Linked DNA regions of Mus musculus: region 1 is linked to region 2. Evidence: chromatin contacts called from public promoter capture Hi-C data. All regions are on one chromosome and are shown on one strand. The core of a region is the stretch at or near the end of the contact, and the rest is flanking DNA. Distances in the headings are between cores, read along the strand shown.

Region 1 (3,711 bases), core at 640-3,139, 92 kb before region 2:
CATGCACATGCACATATGTGTGTGTATGTAAAATACATATGCACATGCACATACATATACACATACACACATACACACATATGCATATACATACACACGCAAATATGTGTGTGTGTGTGTGTATGTGTGTATGTGTGTATGTGTGTGTGTGTGTGTGTGTGTGTGTCCTAGCCACTGCCTTGTCACAAGCTCCCTAGCTTACCTGGCACTCCCTAGAACACACAGCAAGGATATGCATGGCTCAAGCACAATGAAGCCTTTCACCAAGCCACAGTGAATATTTGTGGCCATGTTTTCCTGGCCTTACATACATGTTTAAGAACAACTGTTGTAACTGACTGTGGTATCCCACATGGCCAGTGTTGGGGTGTCATGTGTTCAGGAATGCGTGCTGTAAAGGAGTAGAGATTGAGATAGATGGCCAATCTATGTGTGCCTCGCCCACCTCCCATTGAGTCGGGAAGAGGACACAGGTCACTTGCCTCCGGCCTCGGCAGAGCCCAGACAGCTCATAGACACACACTAGTGTAGATCTGGAATCACCAACACTAGCGTGCTAAGGGGACAATGGTGGAGCTGCAGGAGCTTGTTTACGGCTGTCATATGGGGTCTGCATCATTTTAAGGAGACAGGGACAGATGTGCCCCTACCTCCTGCTCATCCGTGTGGTACCTTTAAGTAAAAAGCAGATGTTAGGGGCTGAACAGTGGTGCCACAGACCTTGAATCCCAAATTCTAGGACGGCCAGGACCACACGGAGAAACTCTGTCTTGAAACAAACAGCAAAGGAGCAGATGTTAGTGATAGTGCTTTATGGCTTTCCAACTCTCAGGGAAAACTTATTTTTTGTTGTTGTTGATAATGATTTATGCTAAAGATAAAGGAGCACTGCAGCCGGGCGTGGTGGCGCACGCCTTTAATCCCAGCACTCAGGAGGCAGAGGCAGGTGGATTTCTGAGTTCGAGGCCAGCCTGGTCTACAGAGTGAGTTCCAGGACAGCCAGGGCTACACAGAGAAACCCTGTCTCAAAAAAAAAAAAAAAAAAAAAAAAAAAAAAAAGAAAAAGAAAAAGCAAAAGAAAAAGAGAAGAAAAGGGAGCACTGCAAGCCCACATTTCTCATTTTATTTTATTATTTTATCATCTTATTTCATTATACTGGATTGCGTGAGGCCATTTTCAAACAACTAAAGAGAACTGTATTGAATGAATCAAGGTGGTCTCAGAAAGACAAAAATCCTATGTTTTCTCTCATTTGTGGATCCTAGATATTGTACAGATTTATAAGAGCATGTATGTACAGATGACATGAAAACTGAATCAAAACATTCTAGGGAACAAAAGAGACTAATGGGAGGGGGAGAAGGGAGGGGAGGGAGAGGGAAGGGGAGGAGAGGAGGGGGAAGGGGCAGGGAAGAAGGGGGAAGGGGAGGAGAAAGGAGGAGGGGATGGAGGAAGAGGAGGAGCAGGGGAGGGGGAGGAGAGGAGGGGAGGGGAGGGGGAAAAGAAGACAGGGGAGGGGGAGAAGAAAGGAGAGGGGAAGGGGGGAAGGGAAGGGGAAGGGAGGGGAAGAGAAGAGAGAGGAGGAGGGAAGGGAAGAGTAGGAGGGGTGAGGGGAAGGGAGAGGAGGGGACAGGAGAGGAGGGAGGAGAACGGGGGATAATAGGCTAGAGGAACATGCTTTTTCCACACAGATTTTCCTCAGCCAGGTCCTTCAACGTTCCACATGCACAGGCTGAATATAAAGAGGACGCACTGAGGCTTTCCTGAGAGCAATGCACTTGCCATTGCTCTTGGACCAGCCAGAGGAGGACTTCTGAGAAGCCGGTGGGGGAGGTGCGGGGCCCAGTCAGGAAATTCACAGAGCCAAGCTGTCCAATGTTCAGAAGACATTGCCAGCACACACAATGGGAGCGATCTTTCTACTCTGACTCTGTCATGTTCCCCTAGGCTGTGTGGGAGCAGCCGCTGGCTGGGAACCTGCCAAGGGAAGGGAGCTCTCTTTGTTAGCCCATATGGGCTGCTGCAACAAAATGCCGTTAGTGGTGGGGCTCATGGAAACACAGACTTATTCCTTGCCATTCTAGAGTTAGGGAGTCCAAGACCAGGGAGCAGGCAGATTTAGTATGGCAAGGGCCATTTTCCTGGTCGTTCTGTAAAGTTAAGACAGGAAGATGATGCAGGCCTGAGTTTGTGGATCACATGACTGACCAAGCACAGAGAAGGTGACTTTTTGTTCACAGTGCCTAACAAGGGGTGAGGGAAGGGAGAAACCTTGACTTTGGACATGGCTGGTAGCTCTGCCTCGTCAAGCCTGAAGGATGTCAAACCTGACTAAAGTCACGAGGCTCTCTGGGATGGGTGTGACCAGAGCATCGGAATGGGTGTGGAAAGATCCTGGTAGACATGGAATGCTCCCACTGGGCATGTGAGTGCTCGCACTGGGCATGTGAGGGTGTTCCTACTGGGTGAATGTGTGCTCACACAGGGCACAGGAGTACTCCCACTGTGTTGAGTACTCCCACTGAGTGTGTGAATGCTCCCACTGGGTGTGTGAGTTCTCCAAACAGGTACATGGGCAGTGCAGCTTATGAAAAAGAGGCTTTGGAGATTAGCTTAGAGGTCAGCTCCTGTCCCTGCTGAGCTCTGAGCGTCAGTCAAGCTCTTGGTTGTTGTCAAGCTGAGGTATCGGATCCAGTAGTTGAGACAGGTGTTTGGTGAAGTACGATGTGGTCCTCTCAGGGAAGGTGGATTTTCCTCCAAATTCATGTCCCAGTGAAGCATAGACCACTCTGGTGTAGCCTCCCCCAACCTGAAGTGGGCTGGTACAAATCTTGTCGCCACTGAGGTGCAGCTTTCTGACTCGGCTGGCTCCTTTTTGAAGTGACAACTGCCCTGCTCTTCTGCTACCTGCCGAGAGGCTGAACCTGTCTTCCTGAGAGATTGCTGAATAAGCAACCAGCCTGGCGACAGAGTGCTGACAGAATGGCTCTGATAGAACCTAGTGGGGAAACCCCCCCTCCATTCCCGATTCGGCGTGCACTCAAAAAAATCACGAAGGACCATCTTGATGTAATTACATGAGGTCGTTTAATTACGGAGCTCCGGACCGACATGCATCCCACACAGGAGATAACGGGTGTCGGCCACGAGGCTCGAAAGCTAGGGGTTTTTATGGGGTAAGGGGCTTAGGGGTATGGAATTCAGCACAGCAACACACTATTGGCTTATTCAAACATCAGCAGAAAAATTACATGTACGTGCAGGGTGTCAGAGTTCTGTGAGTTGTTGATTCAGTTCAGATAGCCCTGTTATGTCTTCACATTCCCCTTTATCTTATGGTCAAGATGTTCCCAGGAATGTTTTAACTATGGGGCATACCCAGGTTTGTTTTTCTTTTTTCTCAGCCCCAGGCAGCCTCTAGGCTCACAAACAACCAGCAATTTCTGAGTACGTTACATGACTTACAGGTCTTGAAATTTTATCTTTCTTTCAGCTCCAGGCACCAAGAGTGGACTGGTTGGGGGGGGGGGTGGGCCTTCCCCCTTATAAGCACAATCTCTAAGTAAACTCGTGGGCCTTCTTGGCCTCGTTCTTTTCTCGCCGTCTAAGTTTCTTTCAGCCCCAGCCTGCCCCCCAGGTGTACCCGGTTCATGTAGGCCGCAGGCCGGCATACAACACTCAGGTAGCCAATGGTGTTTGGAGTCATTTCA
Region 2 (3,573 bases), core at 772-3,271:
TAAGACAGGTCCCCTGTCCCTCTAAGTTTGACCTACAGGTAGGCACAGATATTCCAAGCTAAAGTAGGAGTCGCCCTGAACCATTTTCCATGGCCAGTACCCTGGTGACACAGCCTACATAGGCCTTCTGACATGCTGGCCTGCAGAGTTACCTACTTTGGAATCATGGGAAATGCATGTGGACTTCAGAAGAGGGGAAATGCCTGCAGAGGACCGAGAGGGTGATGGAGTCCCCCTGGAACTGGAGTTACAGAGAGTTATGAGCTACGTGGATGGGTGTCTGGAAATCAAACCCAGGTCCTCTGGAACTGCAGCCAGTGTTCTTAATCGTGGGGCTGCCTCTCCAGCTCCAACTTCAGAAGGGGTTTCTGTGGGCTTCTGTACTTTGTTGCCTCCCCATAAAAATTATTTAAGAGTAAATTCCTAAGGGAGATGTTGGCTCTGTGGAAAACAATTTTACCTTCTTCAACACTAAGAACTCACAGGAACTGTGGACATACTCTCTCTCTCTCTCTCTCTCTCTCTCTCTCTCTCTCTCTCTCTCTCTCTCTCTTTCTCTCTCTCTCTCCTATCTGCAAAGCTAAGGGATGGACTTCACTCCAAGAGGGAATAGAGAGCTGCTTTTCAATGCTTTCTCCTGGGACTGCTCTTAAAGTTTGCCTCAGGCACAGTTCCTGAGTGACACCGAAAGACTGGTTCCAATTCAGTTCAGTATGGAAATTCTGGATTGTTTGCGTACCCTGGTACCTCTGTCTTCTGGCATCAGCTCTGGCTGCGGTCCACACTGGTGTTTAAGTCTTGGTGTCGGTCCAGGGCACGAGTACAAAGAGTAGATGGAGCAGGGATGCCCTGTGTCCCCACCACAACATACCAGGAAGGAAGTGAATAGCTCCAGGCAGGATAGGAGGCAAGGGCCAGGCTGTTCCATGGTTATGAAATCACCTTTGACCCTCCAGTAATCCCAGACTCCTTAAAAGCTAAACATTTACACAGAACGGGGGGAAAAAGTGCTGACAGTCACAGAGGAGAAACGTGTATTTGGTTTAAGGTCAAAGAGCAAGCAGGAAATTCCGTTCACTACAAGGTCAGTGTGGTGTGGGGGTTTACAGCTGGATGTCCCTAACCCTGAGACACAGATAACAGTTAATGACACCCAGATGGGCCTGCGTGTGCACACATGCTTTCCAGTGTGTCTATCCATGTCTTTGTGTATATGTTTGTGCCTGGTTGTGTGTCTATATGGAACAGTGACTCAAGGTGTCTTCCTGGCAGCCTGCCCAGCCACCCAGGGCCAGGATCCTGAGACTACCACTTGATTTAAACAAAAGATCCTTGGCAGATATTAGGTAAAGAACTTGCAATGGGAACATCCTTGATTCAAATGGCAGTGTCCTTACAAGAAACAGACAGGGCATGGACGACAGGATCAGGCGGCAGCCATACTAGCTAGGGAGTGGGAAGGACTAACGGAAGTCAGGTTAGAACGGACTCTCCCTCAGATCCCAGAGGAACCAGCCTTGCTGACACTTCCCAAGCTGGAGCGGTCAGCTTCCAGCACGTTGGAGTGGGCACTGCTGTGACTTACACATGCCTCCTGTGTGCCGTCCTTTGCTGGAGCGGTCACTAACTTTTCTGTGGCTCCTCACCATCCCCAGGTGGGACAAGATAGTCTTGAGGACCCAAAGACCAGCTGACTTGGGGAAAGCCAATGCATGCTGAGAGGTACACACAGGACGGTGGGAAACGTGTACCAGCTTATTCCGAAGAGCCAGGTCTTGTATGATAGAATTTTTTTTTTTTTAATGAGAAGCAATTAAAAAAAATCCCCCCACAAAAAAGCAGCATTTTGTCTTATGAACAGAGTCAGTCACATATGTTTCAGGGGTGCTGGTCTCCTGTTTAAATTTTGTTTACTCAGCCCAAGCTAACAAATCAGGTGCCCAGTTATCACCAGACTGAGCCTGACAGTGACAGAGAACCTGGCTGTGAAGCCGAGGGTGCAACACGGGCTCCATGGGCCTGTGGAGCAGAAGCATCGATCCTTCATCGATCCTGTCACGGCGGATGAGGTGACTTGAAGCTATTTCCCTCCCCAAACCTGGCTGGCTCTTTGGAAATGGAATGGAAACTGGACTTGACTCTCTCTTGCTTGTAGTGGTCAGAAACTGGGACCAAAATGTCACCTCTTCCACACTCTGCAGAAGCAAGCTGCACAGCCGTGTGAAGAGAAGAGAAGACCCCCGCCCCTCCCCCCCTCCTGCCTCATGGAGAGAGGAACAAGAGCTACAGCCCTGGCAGAGCTTCTACCGGGCCAGACAGAGGCCGTTGGGGTTTATGGGTTGTGTTCGGTGCACAAAGCTTCATACAAGCGGTGCTTTAACAGAAACGTGTGCTGAGATCTGCCCTTGGCCAGCCTCTGTCAAATCAGAGTGGCACACAGAAAGCTCGCATTTGCCTTCAGCAACGAACTGCTCACTGTTCTAAGTGGCTGATTCCAACAGAGGTTAAAAGACAACATAAGCAGAAAGGAAAAACAACAACAACAACAACAATAACAACTCCACTCACATTCCACCCGTTTCTCCAGCACGGCCAGGTGATTTGCAACTTCGGCTTTCAGCTCGTTGATCTTAAACGCTCTGGGGGCAAAAAGCAGGGAAAAAAGATAAAACACAAGACCCAGACCAGCAAATGTTTATAGGTCCCTGCCTGGGGTGAGGTCTCCAGGGAGCCTGGGGAGGGGACCAAGACAGCAGGAGGTGCTTTTAAAGAACGAATAATGTCTGGTGTTATTACTACTCTGTCCTGGGCTCTCAGAGTAGACTTAAGCTGGGTTGACCCATGCCTATGCCCTGCCCTGCCCAGTAAGGGCAGCTGTGGGGTGCGATGCCCCATGGTGGTTCAATCATTTGGTTCTAAGTGACAAGAACATACCATACAGAAGTCACTTTGGGAAACTGACAACGGAATTCTAGGGTGTTGGCAAACTAAAGGGAAGCCATCCACTCACATGACAGCATCTCAGTGGGAAACACCCCTTGGTAGAAGGGTGTTTTGTAGATAGCTCTGAGCCTTAGAAGAATGAAGGGGGATGTATTCGCCACCTCCAGAACTCATGTTCTACAAGCGGCCATTGGACAGGGTTTTGGGGATATGGTGAAGGTTTGCTAGGCTGGCTACAGAAACTACAGAGGGCTGACTGGCTAAGGGCCAGCTCCCGTGAGTCTGGAAAGGATGTACAGAGAGCATACGGTACCTGGAAAATTGTTCCGCCACCTGGGCCAGCACGCCCTGGATAAGTTCTTCTCGTTCTACAAACCGAAGAAGAGAAACCAATTGAGGCTGGCAGGACAGCCGTGGAGACAGGCAGGTGGCTAAGGGTACTACTATCCCTGTGTGAGCCACAGGTGCTACTGTGGAAGGATGTTTGGGCTGTCCATCACAGGTAGCAGGGCCTCCCTGGGTACCGGTTTCTCCTCTTCTCTGCTGCCTGCTTGTCCTGGTCCATGGCCAGTGGCCCCAGGGCTGATGTTCTCCAGACACTGCTACAGCTAGATAAGGCAGGCAGGCTTC

What was found. Capture Hi-C pulls out chosen DNA fragments and counts their contacts.
Region 1: a contact with region 2 is called in a promoter capture Hi-C map of liver. The contact joins two enhancer-like sites. A contact is called at or near these places in 1 of 115 datasets of contacts at active chromatin or transcription factors (embryonic stem cells) and 3 of 9 other capture datasets (adipose tissue, liver and pancreatic islet).

Annotation. Positions count from the first base shown.
Region 1 is chr17:31,534,214-31,537,924 of GRCm38.p6, reverse strand. No RefSeq gene overlaps it. Among named protein-coding and RNA genes, the nearest start is that of Ndufv3, 16 kb to the right of the region's middle. Within about 2 kb of position 1,889, at least 124 of the 459 cell types and tissues checked have an H3K27ac peak or open chromatin away from gene starts, as enhancers often do. A contact at or near this core is called in liver, where this site is marked.
Region 2 is chr17:31,442,904-31,446,476 of GRCm38.p6, reverse strand. It overlaps Pde9a (phosphodiesterase 9A), which reads right to left. Exons shown (of 19, transcript NM_008804.4): 5 at 3,257-3,311; 6 at 2,569-2,639. Among named protein-coding and RNA genes, the nearest start is that of Gm9902, 9.6 kb to the right of the region's middle. Within about 2 kb of position 2,021, at least 18 of the 459 cell types and tissues checked have an H3K27ac peak or open chromatin away from gene starts, as enhancers often do. A contact at or near this core is called in liver, where this site is marked.